Regions from separate parts of the Sus scrofa genome. Here regions 2, 3, 4 and 5 are each linked to region 1. The links are chromatin contacts, called in public Hi-C and HiChIP or PLAC-seq maps. All regions are on one chromosome and are shown on one strand. The core of a region is the stretch at or near the end of the contact, and the rest is flanking DNA. Distances in the headings are between cores, read along the strand shown.

What was found. Hi-C and Micro-C count contacts between places; a contact is called where the count stands out from the background. HiChIP or PLAC-seq counts read pairs in DNA pulled down with a chosen protein or histone mark.
Region 2: an H3K27ac HiChIP or PLAC-seq map of alveolar macrophages shows a contact between it and region 1. The contact joins the promoter of MINDY1 here to the promoter of GOLPH3L in region 1. A contact is called at or near these places in 2 of 5 promoter capture datasets (fetal liver and liver), 1 of 47 Hi-C or Micro-C datasets (liver) and 1 of 2 datasets of contacts at active chromatin or transcription factors (alveolar macrophages).
Region 3: an H3K27ac HiChIP or PLAC-seq map of alveolar macrophages shows a contact between it and region 1. The contact joins the promoter of CERS2 here to the promoter of GOLPH3L in region 1. A contact is called at or near these places in 2 of 5 promoter capture datasets (fetal liver and fetal skeletal muscle), 1 of 47 Hi-C or Micro-C datasets (liver) and 1 of 2 datasets of contacts at active chromatin or transcription factors (alveolar macrophages).
Region 4: a contact with region 1 is called in a Hi-C map of liver, with 4 times the contacts expected there. The contact joins the promoter of SETDB1 here to the promoter of GOLPH3L in region 1. A contact is called at or near these places in 1 of 5 promoter capture datasets (liver), 3 of 47 Hi-C or Micro-C datasets (embryonic fibroblasts, heart right ventricle and liver) and 2 of 2 datasets of contacts at active chromatin or transcription factors (alveolar macrophages and skeletal muscle).
Region 5: an H3K27ac HiChIP or PLAC-seq map of alveolar macrophages shows a contact between it and region 1. The contact joins the promoter of TARS2 here to the promoter of GOLPH3L in region 1. A contact is called at or near these places in 2 of 47 Hi-C or Micro-C datasets (liver and skeletal muscle) and 1 of 2 datasets of contacts at active chromatin or transcription factors (alveolar macrophages).

Annotation. Positions count from the first base shown.
Region 1 is chr4:98,467,889-98,472,260 of Sscrofa11.1, forward strand. GOLPH3L (Golgi phosphoprotein 3-like) reads left to right here and starts at 2,579. Exons shown (of 5, transcript XM_013997188.2): 1 at 2,579-2,776. It overlaps HORMAD1 (HORMA domain containing 1), which reads left to right. Exons shown (of 15, transcript NM_001194981.1): 15 at 1,092-1,762. The coding sequence ends at 1,172.
Region 2 is chr4:98,216,252-98,220,623 of Sscrofa11.1, forward strand. MINDY1 (ubiquitin carboxyl-terminal hydrolase MINDY-1) reads left to right here and starts at 2,365. Exons shown (of 10, transcript XM_001929665.7): 1 at 2,365-3,091. It overlaps PRUNE1 (protein prune homolog), which reads right to left and starts at 2,611. Exons shown (of 9, transcript XM_013997183.2): 1 at 2,482-2,611; 2 at 698-768.
Region 3 is chr4:98,249,054-98,253,425 of Sscrofa11.1, forward strand. CERS2 (ceramide synthase 2) reads left to right here and starts at 1,720. Exons shown (of 11, transcript XM_005663490.3): 1 at 1,720-1,872.
Region 4 is chr4:98,290,770-98,295,141 of Sscrofa11.1, forward strand. SETDB1 (histone-lysine N-methyltransferase SETDB1) reads right to left here and starts at 2,301. Exons shown (of 22, transcript XM_005663488.3): 1 at 2,143-2,301; 2 at 988-1,258. The coding sequence starts at 1,247.
Region 5 is chr4:98,632,694-98,637,065 of Sscrofa11.1, forward strand. It overlaps TARS2 (threonine--tRNA ligase, mitochondrial), which reads right to left and starts at 2,625. Exons shown (of 18, transcript XM_003355197.4): 1 at 2,487-2,625; 2 at 1,964-2,160; 3 at 1,531-1,654; 4 at 264-388. The coding sequence starts at 2,552. It overlaps ECM1 (extracellular matrix protein 1), which reads right to left and starts at 388. Exons shown (of 23, transcript XM_021089909.1): 1 at 264-388.

The sequences.
Region 1 (4,372 bases), core at 1,329-3,828:
ACAAGATAAGATAACCAAAACCACATGTGTAAAAATACAGTATCTCCTCCTACCACCTTAGGAGAAAGAAAATTTTCCTGACCTAAATCCTGTAACAGTTATCTTATATTTGGAACCTTATTTTACCAAATCAGATAATTGTATTTGTCACTTCTGAGATAGATACTAATATTTTTAAGCCAGAATTTTTAGTATTATTTGTAGGTTAAAATTAGATAACTGAAAAATTAGGACTGTTTTTTAAAATTCAATGTTAAAGAGGTAATCTCAAAAATATAGTTGGTTAATCCTGTTTTCAGTTTACATATCTTAAGAAGGGAATGATGGAGTTCCCTGGTGGCACAGCAGGTTAAGGATCCAGTGGTGTCACTGCTGTGGCTCTGGTCGCTGCTGTGGAGCAGTTGAGTCTTTAGCCGTAGACCTTCCACATGCTGCAGGTGTGGCCCCAAAAAGGGGGGGATGGAATAACTTGAGGTTTCATTAATATATTATTTTTCCCTAGTGTATTAAGCCTTGGTTTTCTTCTACAAAATCATATTCCAATTTTGTCACTAGTTTTTACCAGAAAAATAAAAGTTCAATAACTCAGAATTTTGTTAGCAATTTTCCTAAGTCATCCTCCCATTCATTCAAGGGTGCATTGAATGTCTAATATTTATCAGGCACTGCTGAGCACCAGTGATACAGAAGCAAAACATGATGCCAAAGTGGAATTTTTCTCTATTCTTAGGTTATTTTTTAATCTTTCCCCTCTCATCCTACCCAAAAATATTTTACTATTTTGAGGACATAATGTCTATCTTTCTAACTACTCCAGCACCTCTAATGAAAACCTTACACTTAGAAGGATGTACTTTCAGCAGTCATCAAAAGATATAAATATGTCAATAATAAAAGTTACCCTACTTTTAAAGAACCCAGATATCCTATCTTAGTGGGAAATAGTATGCTAGGTTTAATTTTTTTTTGAAGAAAGAAGAGAGGAAATAAGGAAGAACTGAAGGAAGGAACATCAGATGTAAAAAAGCTCTAAAATTAAAAACATTTAAACTGGAAAGTATCTATTCTGAGTAGTTGTTTTCTTTTAATAGGTTCTTCATCACTTTGATTCGTCTAGTCAAGATTCAGTGCCAAAAAGAAGAAAGTTTAGTGAACCAAAGGAACATATATAAAAAAATGATTTTCTTCATGTTTGCAAAGTTCTTCACAACATTTAAATGAAAGGACACTATATTACTATTTTAAGGTGTGTTTGCCCTACCACTGAAAACTTATAGGTAGTCTTAAGCAGTTAGTACACTGAAATGAATTCTTAGCTATCATATGATGATCTTTAATCTTATCTGAGACAAATTCAAGAGAACTTTTGAGTAAGAACAAAAATAACCAGTGTTGTAATTTATTCTGTTAATTATCTACTCAATTTGATCTATATTCCATTTGGTGGACATTTCCTTTAAACTTATATTAACTTTTAAGGCCCTCTTAAGCCATTTTTTGAAGTAAATAATGTTTATTTTGGTATTAAATTTTGATAGGAATTCATTTTTTACCTATGTTAAAACCATATAATTTAACTGCCTGTGTTTGTCATTATGTTGTTAAAACAATGTTATTCAGTACTTTGATATAGTGTATTAACATAATAATATATAATGTGCAATTAAAAATTGGTGCTTACTTTTTTAGCATTTTTTACAAGACAAAAAAGACTAAAAGTCTGACATTTTGGGTAGCATAAATAAAACATTGTTCAGCATCTAGACTCGTTCATGGCTTCTAATTTTTATTTAAATAGCAGAAAATGTTTAGGCACTAATTTTGACATCATTTCAGTAGATGTTACTTAAGAGTTGAGCACACTTCCTAGAACTTTTGGTAGTGTGAAAGAAACTGTGTTTTTAGTGAGAAATCTGGGATCTGATTTCAGACTTGACTGTTTCCTGTGCTCTACAAAAGGAAGACTTAAAACTTGTCTGTTTGCCTCTTGCAGTTTCAGCAGCCATATTCTAAAAACATACATTATCCATGAGCTCGCCAGTAGCAAGCACTAATAGAGAAAGTATGAATGCTATGGTAGAAATGTGCCTACCCTGTTTAATATAAACCAAATAAACGTCCACAAACTAACCCAGATCAGGTTTTTCTGGAGCAGGAAAGTTAGGGTTAAGCTAATTGTCGAAAACAGCCAATTTTTTAAATGTGTTCTTAGCTTTATTGGATCCCCAACTATCACACCTAATTGTCCCACTATACACTGCTACAGTAACACACCTGCTACACTGAAGTCAGTTGACCAACAGAAACCTTTGTAGATGGGCAGCTGGTGATAGCTCACGGAAGGCTTTGATTGGCCGGATTAGTGGGGGTGGGGAGTGCAGCCCTCTTTCCTCTCTCTACCAAGGTTCCTTCATTGGATTGACCAGCTGTCAGGTTAAACCCAAACCTGCCTCCTTTCGGTGGTGTTTGTCTGGATCGCAACACAATAGCCGGGGGGGAGAGCCTCCTCTTGTAAGCTCTGATTGGCTGAACTCAGCTTTGGAGCTTTCTGATTGGTCTAATGAAGAAACACCAAGGTAGGTTGCCTAGTGATCCTGAGGAAGCTGATGTGTTATTCCTTCTTTGCATCGAAGGATCAGGAAGTTTGTTCCCTTTGCGTGGCTGAGAAGTTTTTCACCTACTAGGACGGGGGTGGGGGGTGGGGGTGGGGACACGTGTCCTAAAATTGAGCTCAAGCTGCAGCCTGCCTTTGGCGGTAACCCAGGAGTAACGTCAGGTAAGCAACGGGGTGAATACATTTCCTAACATCCAAAAAAACCTCCAAGTTTTTTATTTTATGGGGTGAGGGAGGTTTTTATTTAATTTTGGAGCTATTGGTTTTTTGATTTTTTTTGGCTTTTTCCAAATAGTATTTTTAATTAGTAAATGCCCAGGGGCGATTAACTCCTCAAAGAAAATTTTTTATTTTTTTCCCCCAAAGATTTAAAATTTTTTGGATTGGATTAGGAAATAAACCTGTTCCTTATGCCAGATAGGCTTAGTGCTCTTAAGCAATTGTTTCTTGGTTCTCTTCCTCTTTCACTCTTCCCGCCTCCCACCAAGAGTTATTTGAAATATAGCCTTGTACAGAGAATCTCTTGTAAGTCACTTCATTTGTATTTCTTTTTAAATGTTCAAATGCTTTTCTGAGTATTCATTTTAATCAGTATATATTTATCGAGCAGTTACAACGTTAAAGACATTGTGCTAGTTGCTATGGAGAATATAAAAACCCAAGAAGACAATGTCCCTGCCCTCAAGAAGTTTACATTTGAGAGACAGCCATACCAAATGAAAGACTATAATAAATACTTTAAAGGAAGTAAGTATAAATAAAATTGTATGAAAGTACAGCTGAGGGAGAGACCTGTCCTGGCGATGGGACATATGGGTAATGAAGAAGCAGATTCACTTAAGAATAGGCCTTTGAAGAATGGGTAGAATTTAGAGAGGAAGGGAAAAGGGAAAGAACTTTAGCTTGTAAGAATGAGCGGAGGTGGAATTTAAGGGACATGTTTGAAAAATGGTTTAACAGTACATAATTGGGAATAATGGGAAGATTGCTAGAAGGTAGAATGGGATCCAGTCAGAGAGGCTTTTGAATGCATTCTTTTGATCTTGAAAAAGCTATTCTTTTCAATAATTGCTAGTTTAAAATATTATATTTCATCTTAAAAATTGGCATTTAGATTTATGTGAAGTATACTAACTTTATCACAGCTGATAATGCAGTTACTCTTGACTAGATTTTTACAACTGTAGTGCATGGTATAAAAAGGCTTGTACTTTCATAGTTTTGGTAATTGAGAAAGAATATACTAATCTTTTTTTTTTTTTTTTTTTTTTTTTTTTTTTTGCTATTTCTTGGGCCGCTCCCGCGGCATATGGAGGTTCCCAGGCTAGGGGTTGAATTGGAGCTATAGCTGCCGGCCTACGCCAGAGCCACAGCAACGCTGGATCCGAGCCACGTCTGCAACCTACACCACAGCTCATGGCAACGCCGGATCGTTAACCCACTGAGCAAGGGCAGGGACCGAACCCGCAACCTCATGGTTCCTAGTCGGATTCGTTAACCAGTGCGCCATGACGGGAACTCCAGAATATACTAATCTTTTAGCATTTTCTTGCCAGTACTTTTTGTTGGTAGCTGTTTGTGTATTCACAAGATGACTAGCCTAGGGATAGAGACAAAAGTTTTCTAGCTATATGGAGTTACCATACATGATCTTCTGAATGTTATTCTCCAGACTAGCACTCTTCCAAAGTGAGTGCATGAAATGAGTTATGGTCTTGGAAGGAAATATTAGAACGTGTATTTCTATTTAGTTTTTCT
Region 2 (4,372 bases), core at 1,115-3,614, 250 kb before region 1:
GGGAGGGTTACCTGGAGGCCAGTGGGCCAAGGAGGCTTCCTAAGCGGAAAACTGAAAGAGGGGCGAGGTGAAAGGAACAAATAATACATTTCGCGGCGGGCGCAGCCCTGGTCCTTTTGCCGGACCTGATCCAGCGACACTGAGCAGCGGCTCAGCGGCAGGACCCAGACCCACGCTTCCTCCTCCCCACTCTCCGGTAGACCCCAAAGGCAGGAGCCCCAAAAGGAGGTGACCAAGCAGCATTCCCACTCTCAAGCGGTAGGTTCTTGTCCCTCACTCCAAAGGGCCCAAGCCTGATCAGATCCCAAGCTCCCACCACACGATTCCGCGTTCCCTCCACACAGACCCTCGGGACTTCCCAGATCCCACATCTTCGTCCTTCCTGGACCCCAGGCTCCATTCCCTACGATCACAGACAGGGGTCCGTTACCTGCAGAGCGGCTCGACAACCCTGCAGGTAGTCTTCCATGGTGAAGCCCAAGGTGTGCCGCCGCCCCTCTCCGCGGAGAGGTTAACCAGTAAATGCGCCCCGCCCCGGACTCAGGGGCTTGAGGCGAGAGTCAGGAGGCGGGACTCGAACCCGCCATAAAGCCATTCGGCCGGGACCCCAGGAGGAAGTGCGTAAGCGGGCGCCCACGGAATCCGACGTCGCCCCGCCCCCAGAGACAGAAGCCGAGTTCTGCGCCCAGAGACTCACGGGAAGCGCGAAGCGGGTGGTGGTGGTGCAAGGCGTCCTGGGAAATGTAGTCCCAAAACTCCAAAACGGCCCTAAGAATTGAGGGAAGGAGAATTTTCTGAGATCGCTTATTTGACACACAAGTGTAAATGCGTCACATAAACTTTGTGGCATCTGAATTTTCCCTCTTGAGTCAGATTAAGTATAGCATCTTTCTATCTATATATTACACTGACCATCTGGTTGACATTTTAAATCACACTGGGCAAAAACGGCTTTTCAACTTTCTCGAATTCTCTACTTTAACAAACGGTCCCATTGCAATCACAATTTTGTGATTATCCATGTTATAAAAATATTGGAATATGAAAACATCGTAATAATCTTTGGCCTCTCTTCTTAATTCCTACAGCCTCTTGCCAACTCCAGTTGCTGCCATTACAACTCTATAGCCTCTTTTTTTCTATAGCGTCAGCAAATTCTCTTTCTTTTTCCGGACTGTTGTAACTTGGGTTTCTGCTCACCTGCCTCCCTAATTGTTCCAAATGCCCCTGCAGCCTTCAGAGTTGTTTGAAGTTTCATCCTGGAGCAGCCATGTAAGTAGAGCTTGGGGGAACCTTTCAGAATGTAGAGTTGGGTTCCAACCACATTTAACTACCACCTTCCAGCCCCAGGGTAGTGCAGAATACTGCAGAAAATGTGCTTTTTTTTTTTTTTTTTTGTCTTTTTGCCTTTTCTAGGGCCGCTTCCTGTGGCATATGGAAGTTCCCAGGCTAGGGGTCTAATCGGAGCTGTAGTCGCCGGCCTACGCCAGAGCCACAGCAACATGGGATCTGAGCCTTGTCTGTGACCTACACCACAGCTTAACCCACTGATCAAGGCCAGGGATCGAACCCGCAACCTCATGATTCCTAGTCGGATTCGTTAACCACTGTGCCACAATGGGAACTCCGTGATAAATGTACTCTTTTCATCAAATGTTCCCTCATTTATTAATGAATCCCTTTGTTTCCTACCACCAACCTCACACCAGTTTTTCCTGCTCCCCAAGCTCGGAATTGAGAGGAGGTGATAGATGAGAAGCTGAGGCCTGTGGTGGGAACAAGGACCGGAGCAGAGGGATATTGAAGCTCCTGCTTGCTCAGCTAGTTTTCTCCCTGCTTCACTCTTCCCAGAGCCTGGGGCTTCTTACACACCCTCTCTGCACTACCAGGGGCATAGCCCAACTGGTTTCTAGACTAAAAAAGTGAGCAAATACGTGTATGTGTTACTGGGTCACCTTGCTGTGCAGCAGAAAATTGACAGAACACTGTAAATCAGCTATAATGGAAAAAATAAAAATCATTATTAACTATAAAAAAAAAAAGTGAGGGAGTTTCTGTTGCGGTGCGGCGGAAACGAATCCGACTAGGGACCATGAGGTTGCGGGTTCGATCCCTGGCCTTGCTCCGTGGGTTAAGGATCCTGGCATTGCCGTAGGCTGTGGTGTAGGTGGCAGATGCAGCTCAGATCCTTTGTTGCTGATCTGATTAGATCCCAGCCTGGGAACTTCCATGTGCCGCAGGTGCGGCCCTAAAAAACAAAAAACAAACAAAAAAGAGATATAGTAAGGATTTTGAAAGGATAAGGATTTTTCACTTTAAATGAGTAATTATGCTAATATCACGCTGTCTGGCCTGCCTCTGTGGATCCAGAGCAAAGGACTTTTGTACCTAGAGAGAAAGCCCAGATCCAACAAGCTGCTGCTGTCCGGCCCTGCTCCTCCTCCCCACTCAGCAAGGGCCCTTGCTTTTCCCTCTTCTCACCAGAGAGGCACAAGCGCTCCGTCCCTTCCAGCGGCAGGCGGAGGGAGGAGAAAGGGTCTGTTGTTTTTCTCTCCTGTTTCTCTCTCTCTCACTGCTGATCACCAAGCTGCTGACCAGGTCAGAAAGCCCTAATGGAAATCCTCCAGTGCTGGCCTGGCTCCTCCTCCTCCCAGAAGCTTGTCCTTGACTGATTTTTCTTTGTCCCGACGGGAAAGAGAGAGAGAGAGAGAGAGAAAGAAGAAAAAAGAAAACCCACAAACTTCCTTTGAAAACCAGCTCGCTAGACTGGGCCTGGAGCGCACGCCCTAGACTCGGCGACTCAGAAATCCTGGAGACGCTCTGAGCGACCTGGGAGTACCTGGGCTGCACTCCTGCCGGTCTCCACCCTCTTCCAGTGCCCCCGGCCGGCCGTGGGCGTGAGTCCGGAAGTGGCCACCATCCGGCCAAGACTGCTGCGCACAAACCCGTGTAAACCTGTGCGAGCTCTGGCTTTGACAGCTGGAAGGCAGCTGGGAGTGTGGTGGCGCCCCTCACTGCACCCACCTGCCCCATCGTATTGCCAGAGCTGCACCCTCCTTCTGTGTCCTGGAACAGCACCCACTTCTTTAAGGTAAAAACTTTGAACCATTTCCTTCACCTCTTCTCCTAATCCCCAGTCCTCTGTTTCCTCTTTAGCCCTGGGGAGGTGACACTGACTGTTCTTCCACGTTGGGTCTCTACACGTTTAGATTTTGAGAGGCGTTCAGGCAGAAGGAATATGTAAAAGACGCTGCTTGGGTCCCTGTATTTCTTCCTTTTAATGACACCTTCCCCCTCTCCCTTGCTAGCACGTAGACAAGGCACCGTCGTTGACTTAACTCTGAGGAGAACTTCTAAACCATTAGTTCTGTGACGATTTGCATCAGAGCGAGAAAGAGATTAGAGGGGGACAGTAAAGCACTTGAGGGGAGAGTAAAGTTCCTAGGGAGTGCGGGTGGGGGGCGTCTTGTGGAAGCTGGGTACCAGTTGTATATGCTTCTTCCAACTTTTGGCTACTTACTGCCGCTGGCTAGGGGTGGGTCTGGGCTGCTTTACCTCTCACTCACCACCAGAGGATAATTCCAGCTGGAGAAAATGTGTTGGATTTAAGAGGAAAAAGAAAGAGAAATCCTGATTTGTTTGAGTACCTGTGCTCCCTCATTCTCTCCTGCTCTGAAGGAGCACCAGGCAGGTACCTTGAAGAGGAGAAATTCTCCATCACGCTTCCTGCCTCTATTCTGAAGACTTAGCCCATCCAACTTTGCCCAGTTTCTCTGAGACCCAGCTTCCTCCGGTGTCCAGCTCCTGGGTTCTTTTGGTTTACCTGTCTGGCCAGCTAGCTGCCCAGCCCCCACTTAATTATTGATCTTTTCTTTTCTTCCCTGTTTTTCTCTAAGCTTTAAAAAAAGTGTTCCCAGGCTCTTGTTTCTGCTTCCCAGGCTCATCCTAAGTGTCATTTGGGAAAGGAGGAAAAAGAAGACAGAGAGAGAAAAAAAAAAGTGTCAGGCCTGCAGGCAATTTTTGCTATACTCTGATTCTTCTAAATTAACAACATGTAAATGAGATGCAGATAGCATAAATTATATTTGAATCAGGAGGATGATCAATTTGGGTGACTAGGCTTATTTTGGTGACTTTTATATTCTTCAGCTTCACTTCCCAGGCTTTACCCTAGCCCTAAATTCCTGCCAGATTGCAAGGGATTGCAAGAGGAAGCATAGTCTCAGGTTAGGAGGAAGCAAGAGAAAAGATTTCTAGCAAGTTTAATTTCTCCCTTTTTCTCACCCAATCAAGGGGGAAAGGGGAGCAAGGAAGTTGCAGGGAGATATTTTCCAGGGGGCAGGGCTTTGTGGCCTTTTATCATTTACTATCC
Region 3 (4,372 bases), core at 470-2,969, 220 kb before region 1:
CAATGATCAAAATCTCCTGGTGCAAGTGAGGCAGAGTGAAAGAGTGTGAGTGAGTGTGAGTGTGTTTGTGTTTGGAAACTGGTACCATCATTCTACTGCTGCCTGAGGCCCAGTTTTGCCTCCTCCTTTGTCTCTGGGGGAGGGGACACCCTGTTATCTTTATTTTTCAGGCCATGACTATTCAGCTTCTGCCCCAAACTTCTGCTCCCCCTGCTATCTTAAAAGAAAGTTAACTGGTCTTCAGTCCTCTGAGGAATCATTTTAAAAGACTGGTGGGACTTTGGGAAAGCCTGGCATCTAGGAAAACTGCCTGAGAAAAAGGGTTTAGAAAGTAAAAGGTTTGAACCAAGTAGGACAGACATGGGGCGGGAGTAGAGAGCTTACTCAAAGTTTAGCCAGGGCCCAAAGAGGAGACACTGGAACCCTGCTGGAAAAGGGAATCTGGGGAAGGCACGTAAGAAAGGTAGAGAGAGGAGTTTCCATTGTGGCACAGTGGTTAACGAATCAACTAGGAATCATGAGGTTGCGGGTTCGATCCCTGCCCTTGCTCAGTGGGTTAAGGATCCGGCGTTGCCGTGAGCTGTGATGTAGGTTGCAGACTCAGCTCGGATCCTGTGTGGCTGTGGTGTAGGCCGGTGGCTACAGCTCCGATTAGACCCCTAGCCTGGGAACCTCCATATGCCATGGGAGTGGCCCTAGAAAAGGCAAAAAAAAAAAAAAAAAAAAAAAAAAAAAAAAGGTAGAGGGAGGAGGTCCTCCTGGGGCTCAGTGGGATCAGTGGCATTTTGGGAGCACTGGCACGCAAGCACAGTGGGCTAAGGATCCAGTGTTGTGACAGCTACAACTGCAGGTTGGATGTGACCTCTGGATATGTTGGATATGCCACAGGGCGGCCAAAAAAGGGGGGAGAAAAGGTAGAGGGAACCGTGGAATTGGGAGATTGAGGGAGGGGCAGTAACAGTAGGGAAGGGGTAGCCGGATATGGTATGCTAATATGATATGCTATTAAAGGAGTTTAGCCTGGGGCAAAGGAATAAAGGGCTAGAGTGGTTGTTGGGAACTGGAAAACCGGGCTAAAGAAGGCTGAAGAGTCCAGGGAATGGACCAACAGGTCTGAATTCCCTAGTGGTAGGTTGGCATGGGCTGGGGCCTCTCACCGCAAAGAGCAAAGGAAATGTTTGGAGGTCAGCTTCTGCCTCCTTCTCCAGAAAGAGCCTTAAGCAAGGGTCTCAAACTGGATTAGTGAGGTCATACATTCTTTCTTAACAGAACTGTCAAAGCCCCTGAACTTGACTAGATAAACTTTGAAACCAGCCACTGTCAGAGGTTCTAATTGTGACAGTATAAAAAGCACCATTTCATTACCGTAAAGAATTCAATTACCTCTACTTAGGGGGCCCTCTCTAAACAAACCCTTAGACACATTTTGGTCACACTCTGTCCTCTGTACGAATCAAGGCCAATTTTGTAGGATAAACATTTTGCATCTTCCTGAAACATTGCTTTTACCAGACTAAGGGAAAAACATTTTACAATATGAATTTAAATACGGATAAACGTGGTCTAGATGGCAAACTCGAACGCATTTTACATTAAAAAGTTGGAGGTTGGCTCCTTCAGAGTCTACTACAGGAGGGTATGTGTACCACTGCGGGTAGGTTTTAAACAGCACTGGGTGGAAACGCTGTGGGTTTTACGGCGGGCTGGGGCGGGGGACGCCCTAGGGGTAGCGGGCTCCGCGCTGGAAGGACAGCGGAATCTCGAGGGCCCGCTGCCTGGGTCGGCCTTGGCGAGGCGCTCGGCCTCGGCGCGCGGCACTTGGAAAGGACTCTCAGGGGCTGCGCCCCCTCCTGCCTCCCAGTAGGGCTGGAGGTGAGAAGTGTGGCAGTCGGTCGCGCAGAGGGAACCGGGGGCTGCAGCCGGGTGCAGGTCGGGGACCGCAGTTGGGGGTGGCCGGGGTGGGGTGGGGCAGGGGCAATACCGCTCTGCGGTCCCCGGTCTGTCCCGCGGTTCCCCAGGGCTACATCTAACCTTTAACGGAGAGACAAGGGGCTGGGAGAGAACCCACACTGCCTGCCCTCATCGGGGGGCTTCTCCCTCGATGCCAGGATGCCAGTGGGCGCGGCTGCAGAACCCGCGCCGCAAGGGCTCGGGTCCCCGGGCCGGGAAGGGGGCGGCGGCAGGCGGCGGGGGCTGGGCGCGGCTGCCCCGCGCGGAGGCCCGGGCCCCTCCGCCCGCCCTTCTCTCCCTTTCCGTCGCCGGGCCGCAGGCCCACGCCCAGTCTCCCGGCTCCTGTGTTGCTCGCGGCCTTTCTTTCCCGGGCTGGCTGGCTGGGCTCGCACTCAGCTCGGCTGGGCTCGGCGGGCGGCGGGCGGAGGAGGAAGGAGGGAGGGAGCGAGCGGGCAGGCGGGCGGGCGGAAGGGGGAGGAGAGGAGCGAGCGGAGCCAGTTCGGAGGGGGCCCGGAGCTCGGACGAGAAGAGAGACGGAGCAGCGGCTCCCGGCCGGGCCAGCTCCGCGACGCCGCCGCCGCCGCCGCCGAGTGAGTCGGGACCCCAGCCCGGGAGCCCGAGGCGCCGCGCGCAGGGGTGGGGCGGGACGAGGCCCGGAAAAGTTGCGAGAACTGGGGGCCGCGCGGACGCGGCTCGGCGGACTGGGCCCGGTGGGGAAGGGAGCGGGCTGAGGAGGGCAGAGGGGCCCGGGGGCACACCCTCGGGCGGCCGGGCGCGGGGCGCCGCCGCGGGCTCGGGGCCTCTGCCCGGCGCGCTCATGGCGGCCGGCCTGGGGAGGGCGGGCCGGAGCGCCTCGCGGGAGCGGCCGGGCCCCCAGCGCCGCCCGAGGGCAGACTGGCCGGGCGCCTGGGCGCGCCGCCCGGAGCCCGGAGGAGCCCTCCTGGGCAACAGGTATGGAACAGGAGGTGGGGCCGCGGGGCCGCTAGCGGACGGCGGAGCCCCTTTGTTGGAAAGTAGAGAAGCCCGGGGATCACTTGCGCGAGAGCCCTCTGCCTGGCAGCCGGCCCGCGCGGCGTGGCCCCTGCCTGGCTCTGACGGCCCCATGGCTAGAGTGGGAGGAGGGCGGAGGGTCTTGCTGTTCTTTCTTACCCGCCTACTGTGCCCAGTCCGGGAGGGAGGTCAGAACGTCCATGTGCTTTACGTGAAACAGGAAGGAGTGGCTCTGAGTTTCTGCCCCGGCCACCCCAAGGCGAAGGCTCCTATACCGTTATGGGGCGTGTGGGCTGGGGAGGGGGAAGCCACTGGAGAGACTGGTTTTCTGGGCCTCGACTCGCTAATTACTGGCCCGGAGGCTCACTGGCTAGTAGGTTAATTGCAGGTGTGTGGTACTAATTGTTGGCCTGAATTTAGGGGTTCACTCTCCCCAAGCCGGGCTCTTAGCAGCAAAATCTGGTCTCAGGCACCTGAGTTGCTAGGTGCAGGAGTCAGGAGGTTCTGAGGATCCTTGAGGAAAGGCATGAGCTCCTTTTCCCAGAGAATTGTATCAGAGAAGGCCTCCAGCAGGCAGTCATTCCAAATCTGTGTTGGAGGGGTTGGTGTCCCATACCAGAGTCCAGGTGACTGGGCCTAATGTGAGCTGACAGCACTTGTGATGGGACTAGACTGCAGCCTCCTCCCTCAGGGCCTGGCCCTAATCATACAGTGACCTGCACAGACTCTCTGTTCTGAAGAGAGAGTTCCTTGTCTTTCTTGGTACCCCACAATCCACTCCCTTCACTGGGGCCTCTGGCCAGCTATCCTCCTGGGAGGAAAGGCCTCCACTTTCCCCTGTCACTGGCCACAGGCTGTCTGAGCCTTTACTGTGCCTTCAGCACCTTCCCCACATCTGGCCTCTTCAACCTGCCAGCCTCTCCCTGCCTCTGGGGGCTGTAGTCTCATGCAGTATTTGGGTGTGTTAGGGCCTCTGGTGGGGCAGTCCAGTTACGTTTTGGGACCTGTAACTGCAGCCTGAAGCAATGGAGCAATACACCTCTTCTTGACTTTATCTGTTGTTTGCAACCTTCTGGTTCATTACCGGCTCTTGCTGCCTGAAAATGTTTTCAACAAGGAGGACTGTTCAGGTCCTCTTCCACTTCTTTTTTTTTTTTTTTTTTGGCCACGGTCATGGCATGTGAAAGTTCCCAGGCCAGGGAGTGAACCCAAACCACAGCAGTGACAACACTGGATCCTTAACCCCCTGCGCCACTAGAGAACTCCCACTTCTTTTTTGTAGTCTCAGGCTTCAGTGGAAGCTGGGAGCCTGCGGGACCCTCTCTTTGCTTGTCTCGCCTCCCTTACTTATTCTACGTTCCTCACTCATTCCCCAAACTCTGAGAGCCACTGGGACTGGTAGCACATTTAGTCTATAAGATCCCTTCCTCAT
Region 4 (4,372 bases), core at 1,051-3,550, 180 kb before region 1:
ACAGACACAGCAACACCAGATCTGAGCTGCATTTGCAACCTACACCACAGCTCACGGCAGCGCCGGATCTTTAACCCACTGAGCAAAGCCAAGGATCAAACTCGCAACCTCATGGTTCCTAGATGGATACATTTCTGCTGCGCCACGACAGGAACTCCTCTTTTTTTTATTTTTTATTTTAGGGCCGCACCCGAGGCATACTGAAATTCCTAGGCTAGGGGTCTAATTGGAGCTGCAGCTGCTGGCCTACATCACAGCCAAAGCAATGCCGGATCTGAGCTGTGTCTGTGACCTACACAACAGCTCACGGCAATGCCAGATCCTTAACCCACTGAGCTGGGCCAGGGATTGAACCCACATCCTCATGGATACTAGTCAGATAGCTGAGCCACAACAGGAACTCCATGTCTCATTTCTGAACATAAAATGCTTTCCCCACAGAAAAATGTTTAAATAGTGGTTTTCAGGGAAGTTTTTCAAAAATCCAAAATACGCCCAAAGCATGGTCCTTTCAACCTTACTTCATCATTTACCTTCTTGTTGTTTAAATATGTGTTTTAAGTGACAATTAGAGCACCAGAAATAAAATTTTCTGGGGATTTAGGAGTAGAAACAGGGCTCTAGGAACTTATTAATACTTCACAGTTACATGAAACAGCAGGTCTTTACCAAGTGCACTCCTAGATGATCCTACTACAAAATCAAAACAATTAATTGTTCTGATGTAGAGTGAAGGATAAAGAAGGGAAATGGACTTAAGACTTGGACTTCTAAAAAAAAAAAAAAAAAGACTTGGACTCCTCTATTGCTAATCATATATTAGCCTCTGATAGATAAACATTATATGGGTGGTATGAGGTCAGATTTTGGCCCCTAACCTTTGGGGAAGGGTAAGGTTTTACACATCTGTACCTTCTGAAGTATAAAGTGCACAATGTCATCAATAATTATGGACAGATTTCCTTCTATTTCTCAAAAGGTCCTTACTTGGATGCATCATCAAAGAGCTGGTCAACATGGGCCACCTCGGATTCCTTCTGTATTACCCAAGTCTCCAACTCTGCTAGTTGCTTCTTGCGCTGCTGTACACAGTCCATCTTTTCCAATTCTTCATCAATGAACTGTCGAAGTTCTTCCATAGAGATACCCAGTTCCTCAACGACTGCCTGTTGCAGCTCTGCAATTTCTTCAGACTCCATTGCAGCTGCTGCTGCATCCAAACCAATGCACCCAGGGAGGGAGGACATACTGTTGTCCTCTATATAGAGAGCAGGAAACTAAAATTACTATAACGACAATACAGAATTTCAGTGACCTAACAAAACTCATTTCTACTCTGCTATTTGTTACTCAAATATATATAGGTAGGTTTGATTCCATGTTCTTTCTCCCCATTCTCCAGTGTCTGAAGCTGAGATTTTGCAGTTCTCACCTCTTGCAGGCTAGACTACAGACCTGAATAAAACGAAAAAGTTTGAGAGGGCGTGGAGAACACATATTACGCAACAGGGAGCTATCTAAAATGTTTTAGGAAACTGAAGAGAATCAACATATCGAAGAGATTTCTGTGACCTGTGTTCTTTAATTAACTAATTTGATATATCCCTGTTTGCACACCATGACTAACCTGAGTAAATATCCCCACCTGGAGCAGAGGATTTGGTCTGTAACTCAATAATTTCTTTTTAATTACTTTTCCCCCTACATTACTTTGCTTTCACATGGCAATTTACATTTTTAAAAAGTCTGTAATACTTAAGCAGACAAAAGCTTGCAGCAAAGAGGTTTCCCCAAAGTGAAAAGAAATAAAACAATTTGGGAATAAAAAATGTGGCTGCCTCAAATCGTCAATTCAAACGCCCCCACACTTTGGTGTTAACTGCTTTCCTGATCAAACGGTTCAAACAAAACTGACGCCAGAATGCCGCGCGACCCCAGTGCCAATTTTCACCGTCTCCATTTTTCTTTTGCCCACACGCCGCCCCACCCCCGTGTTACTCATTTTAGGGGTGCGTCCCACCCACCCGCGAACCCAGCTCAACCCCGCCCCCGATAGTCTCTCAGGGAAGACTTCCTACCCATCCTCACCCGACCTCCCACCACAAACAAACCATTCGAGATAAGCCCTTGGTCTCCAAATACCTCAATTAACAGTGTTTCCCACACCTCCCTGCTTCCAGCTACGATGGCTCTTTCTCACCGACCAGACCCCACGATTCAGGGGTCGGCCTCGGTAGGAAAGAACGAAACCGAAGGGAAAAGGGAGCAGGGGGAGGGGAAGAAGCGTGAGGGAGGGAAGGGGAAGAAAAAAAAAAAAAAAAAAAAAAAGACGCCGGAAGCAAACCTGAGGCGCTGTTCCGGTCGCCACGACGGTAGCCTGACGGGGTCAAATTCAAAGAGGCAGGGCGCCCCTAAAAGGGTGAGAAACGCCGCCTAATACGCATGCGTCAAAGCGGAGCCTCCCGGAGCACACGTGAGAAGAGTCTGGCTAAAGTAGGCGTGGCCTGGGGTGCATTGCAGAAGCTCCGCCTCTTCCACCACTCCAAGTGGTGGCAGTATTGCCAAGAGCCAAAAAGGATGAAAAGTTGTCTTTTTGGCAGTTGCACAATATTTCATAATATGACATAATAACCCATATTTTGAAATCTAGTTTTCAGTTTTTAGCCACTACAAATCACTCAGCAATAAACATTAAAATGGAGTTCCCCCTGAGGCTCAATGTGTTAAGAATCCTGGGTTAGGAATCCAGCTGGGGCAGCTGGGGTCGCTGTGGAGCTACTTAGAAACCCAGGCGGATGAGTTGCCCTGCCATAATGAGAGAACGCTAGAGGGTCTCGCGCTGGCAATTAAAGTGACTCTGGGCACTTTAATTTACAACTCATTGGTTGGAAATGAGTCATAAGGCCCTACCCAAACACAGAGGGGCCAGGAAGAACATTCACTCCAGGGAGGGAGAACCAGATGTATTTGATGAATCAGCACTGTTGACTACCACGGAATCTCGTCATTGCTTTAATCTGCCCAGCTATCTTTACACTAACTGCACCTAACTTCATTAAAAAAATATATAAACCTGGGGAGTTCCCGTAGTGGCTCAGTGGTTAACGAATCCAACTAAGAACCATGAAACTTCGGGTTTGATCCCTGGCCCCACTCAGTGGGTTAAGGATCCCACATTGTGGTGAGCTGTGGTGTAGGTCTCAGACGCAGCTTGGATCTAGCATTGCTGTGGCTCTGGTGTAGGACAGCAGCTACAGCCCTGATTAGACCCCTAGCCTGGGGACATCCATATGTTGCCGGTGTGGCCCTGGAAAAGACAAAAAGACAAATAAAATAAAATAAAATAAAAAAATCAGTGTTGGAGTTCCCGACATGGCTCAGCAGTAATGAACCCGACTAGTATCCATGAGGAAGTGGGTTTGATCCCTGGCCTCGCTCAGTGGGTTAGGTATCTGGCTTTGTGAGTTGTGGTGCAGGTCACAAATGTGGCTCAGATCTGGCGCTGCTGTGGCTGTGGTGGAAGCTGGCAGCTGTAGCTCCAGTTGAACCCCTAGCCGGGGAACTTCTCTATGCCATGGGTGCAGCCCTAAAAAAACCCCAAAAGAATCACTTTTCTAGACCATCACTCTTTCCCTACAGAGTTAACTCCTCCCTCTGTGGTTCTTTTATCTTAGTTCCTTTCCACTTGTGAGTTATCTATGTGTGTTTTCTCTGCTGGTTTGTGATCAACTCAAGGCTAAGGTCCTGTCTTAATCATCTTTGTTTCCCCTAGCATCTGACATATGGTGCCCCGTTATATCTAATGATTGAAGGAAATCTTTGCTCTGCCCTGATTATTTTTCTGTTAGTTAAATTCTCTTAGTTTTCTGATGTGTGTGTGGGTGGGCTGGGGGTGGAAATGAGGAATGGGGGGTGTTGAAGAGAAGCAGGAGGTTTTGGAGCATCTTATTCCAGCCTGATTTCTTCATTGCTCTGAAAAGCTGAAGCAATCAGTCCAGTAGATCAGCAGTGGGACTCAGGAAGTGTCTTCAGAGGACTTACTACTAAATTACAATCAGGGAGCCTGTTAGAGATCCTAAATCTCTGGTCCCACCAAGTGGGTCCTGAACCAGAATCTGAATTTTTTTTTTTTTTTTTTTTTTGGCTGTGTCCATGGCATACAGAAGTTCCAGGACCAGGGATAAAACCAGTGCCACAGCAGTGACAATGCTGCATCCTTAACCCACTGCACCACCAGAGAACACCAGAATCTGAATTTTAATGAGAACTCCAGGTAATTTGTTTGCTCACTAGAATTTGAGAAGCAGTTGTAGGAAAGACTGGTTTGAGATGTATAGTCCTTCCCAGGACAATATTTAGGGAGACAAGTTCT
Region 5 (4,372 bases), core at 1,375-3,874, 160 kb after region 1:
AAAAAAAAAGCATGTGATAATTAACTCGATTGTGGGAATCCTTTCACAATGTGTACACAGATCAAATCCTCACATGAACGCTTTTTTTTTTTTTTAACTTTTTATATAATGATTTTTATTCTTTTCATTATAGCTAGTTTACAGTGAACACTTTAAATATATAATTTTGTCAATTATATCTCAAAAAAAAAAAAAAAACCCAGAAAATAAAATATGGTGAAATCTCTAAAAAAGAAATCATTCTCCTTCCTTGCACTACTCACCGTTCCTTGCCCAGGAAGAAATCATGGTAGAAGCCACATTCCGTACTTGGACCTTGGCAGAGGACAGCACCTAGGAATTGTTCAGCTGCTGCCCCCAGGACATGGGTGCTGGAGTGCCAGAATACCTGGGTTCACAAGTAAGAAGTTCATAATTTCATAACCTTCTCCTTTAGCCCCTAGCTCTCTGATCCTCTCCTCAGAGAAGCTGGTGTGAAACCAGCATGAATAACTACCACAATATGGGGAACGTGACCTTGAGGGTAACCAGTAAATATAAAAAGTAAACAACAAACAACCTGACCAGAAAAGAAGGCAGCCAGAAGAAGCAGTGCACAGAAGAGAGTAAGCCCCACTCCTCGGTGCTTCCTGGTTCCAGAGCATAGTGGGAGGCTAGTGTCAGTCTTCATGCCCTCCAAGCTGACATGAACAAGGAAAGGAGGCCAGGTAGTGTGCTCATTTGTGGAAGCCACATTAAAACTAAATATATGCATAACAAGGACCTACTGTATAGCACAGGGAACTCAATATTCTGTAATAACCTATATGGGAAAAGAATCTGAAAAAGAATTGATATTTGTACATGCATAACTGAATCACTCTACTGTATACCTGAAACACAACACTTTAAATCAACCCTGCTCCAGTATAAAACAAAAATTTAAAAAAGAACTCAATATATGCTACAAGATGACAACTTACAATGCTTGTCTCAAGAGTTGGGCTAAATTGGCATATTATCATTCTGTATTCAACATAACACCTCTCCCTTTCACTAACACAAATAATCACTGCTTAACAGACCCAGGCTAACTAAAAACTTTCATCCTAGGTTTCCAGCTTAGCCAGGAGTCAAGACAAGCAATATGGAGTTCCCGTCATGGCTCAGTGGTTAACAAACCCAACTAGTATCCATGAGGACACGGGTTCAATCCTTGGCCTTGCTCAGCGGGTTAAGGATCTGGTTTGCCATGAGCTGTGATGTAGGTCGCAGGTGCAGCTCAGATCCAGTGTTGCTGTGGCTGTGGCGTAGGCTGGCTGCTACAGCTCCGATTTGACCCCTAGCCTGGGAACCACCATATGCCTCCAGCGCAGCCCTAAAAAGACAAAAAAAAAAAAAAAAAAAAAAAATCAAAAAAGATAAGCAGTCCATGGTAGGCCTCCCTCTCAACTGAAAATGGAGAAACTGAGGCAAAAAAAAAAAAATGCTAGAAATTCCCACTTAAACATCTCTTAGCAGCCCCTATATCCCAATAAGGAAGAAACGTACTGCTTTCCCCTCTGCAGAATCGAATGTCAGAAATCTGAGGTCAGAATCTTTTTCCAAGGGCCGTTCCAGATCATAAGGTTCTCCATTCACTACAGCAGCTACTGCAGTATCTGCCAGTTTTGAACTTCAACAGTGGGGGTGAGGATAAAAAAAGACAAGGTTACAAGCTACAGAGGAAGACAGGAACTAATCCTTAGCAACTCTAAACTTGCGAAGGGGAAATGTATTACCAGAACACTGGAATCTTTTCTTTTTTTTTCCCCTCAATGCATAATAGAGAAAGGTCAGAGACCATAAAACTAATGCAGATAAAAAGGAATATGCAGGAAAGGCTATCTTGATGGGGATGGAATAAACATGCAGAGTTCTTTCCCTGCTCAAGTAAACAAAGTACAGAGGTAGGTTTACCCGGTAGGTATAGAAGGCCTGGTACCTGATCTGCTGAGCTAGTTGGTAAGGGGTTGTGTTCCATGCCACAGCATCCACTTTCCTGCCTCCAGGAAGCGATACCTTAATAGCCCGGTGTTCCTTCTGCGCCATGCTTGCTAACTTCTTTACCTGGGCGGTCCATAGCTCCTCAAAAAAGCCAAGCCGCTCTACCAACCAGTGTGGAGGAGTGGGCACAGCTGCCTGGAGGAAAAGATGTTAGGAGGTAACACAGGTCCCAAAATTCCTTATTGAGCTTGGGGGTAGTGGGAAGTGAGAACATTTAAGTGGCCATGATCTTAAATCCCAGTCTTTAAAAAAAGAATGGGAGGTATAAGGCCCTAGGCTGGGAGTGCTACATTCCCCAGACGGCTACCCTAGGAAAAAGATGGCGTACCTAAGGGCTACGGTAGCCGGGTCCCGAACGTAGGGCGGGAGTAGGGGGTGTCAGATGGGGTTGAGAGCCTATACTTTGGGCTTCAGCTGCGCTAGGTCCGATGTGTTTCGGAACTTTTGGGTACCTCACGCACCGTGTGCAGCCCGCAGGCTTGTAACCCTGGGAGCCGAAGTCGCCGCCACCTCCGATACAGCCCCATGTTCCTTCAGACCCGTCACACAGCCTCAAATAAATGATCGCTCCTTCTCTTTTGTCGGATTCTTCATTGGCTGCTGGCCCAACAATACCCATGCCTATTGGTTGTTATAGCTGTCACTCCAGTCTGGCCCCACCTCCAGGAACTCCGAAGCGGTATACCCCACACAGCACAAGCAGCGGTGTGGGTGGTTCCGGGTGACCGGAAGACCTAAGCTGATGCACACAGGGAATTCCAGTACCTGCAGAGTTTCAGACCAAAGTAGCAGTAAGATATGCTGCGGCTTTAAGGACAGAAGCAGGGAAACTTAGAGAGTGGGAGAAAAACGGACCAGAAGGGGTTGTTATTTCCTTTTAACTCTAAGTTTTCTTTTACACAGGCTTCACCGGGATGTGAAGTGAAGGAAACAGGTAAGAGCATAAATCTGGAATGAGACAGACCTGGTATAAATCCTGGATCACTGCGTAATTTGGGGTAAATTAATTCCTTTTAAACTTCAATTTTCTCATCTGTAAAATGAGAATAATAATATCATTCTGGTAGTTCTCATGTGGCTTAACGAGTTAAGGATCCGGCAGTGGCCCGGGTTGGATCCCTGGTCTGGTAACTTCCACATGCCTCCGTGTGCAGCCAAAACAAACAAAACAAACAAACAAAAAACCCTTAACTGTTGAGGTTAATTTTATGTAAATCGTCTAATATACTGCATGGTCCACAGTAATCGGCAACAATAGCAACAATCCATGAGAAAAAATGAATACAACATATAACAGCTTTGAGGCTGGAGCAAAACAAAGACTTTAAGGCTGGAGCAAAACAAAAGCAGAGGGCACTCCTTGGAGTCCCTTCATACTCGGTGCTTAAAGAAGGACCTCTGAGACCTCTTAGACCGTACACATGAGGAATTTAAGATCAGAGAAGGTAAGTGATTTAAGATCAAACAGTAAGCACTGACGCTGGATTCTCAATCCAAGTCTTCTATTCTTCTACCACACCAGACTCTCTCTAGTAAGAATTTTATCCCCAATATAATTCCCCCACCACTTAAGAAAAAAAGTTCCTGACCCTAGAATCTTAGCTCTCTGCTTTCTACACAGGACCTTTGCCTCTCATTCCCATCCAAGCTCTCAACTTCCTTTATCCCTTCTCTCCCCTCTCCCTATATCTAGAACATAAGACTAGATATATTTGATTTGTTTTACACAGTGAAAAATGAAACACAGGAGTTCCTGCTGTGGCACAGCGAGGTAGGAATCCAACTGTAGCCACCTCAGGTGGCTGCAAAGACTCGGGTTCCATCCCCTGCCAGAGCAGTGGATTAAGGATCCGCCATTGCCACTGACGTGGCATAAGTCACAGCTGTGGCTGGGATTCAATCCCTAGCCTGGGAACTTCCATATGCCATGAATGTGGCCATAAATTAAAGGAGAAGGAAAGAAAGAAAGAAAAAGAAAAGAAAAATGACCAGATTTGTAGTAAAGTTTGAGGGAAATGCACTTGGGGACAGCTGTGAGGTTCTTGGTAATTCCCATTAGTCCCCTCACCTGGGGGTGGGGATGGTTGGTTCTCATGTTTCCAATGGTGATGGAATCAAGGATTGTGGAGGAAGAGCTTTCAGAGAAAGATGTTTAATCTAAGTTTCCAGAGGTTCTGTTCTGCGGGAGGCAGCTGTTGATCTTAGTCACAGGCACCACTCTGCATCTTGGCTCCATATTCTGGCATGTTAGACACCCTGAAATACAAAAAGAAATAGACAAGAGTGTGGAGGAGGAAGTTTACCTGTGTGTGTGTGTTTGGGAGAAGGTAGGTAGAATTTTTAAATG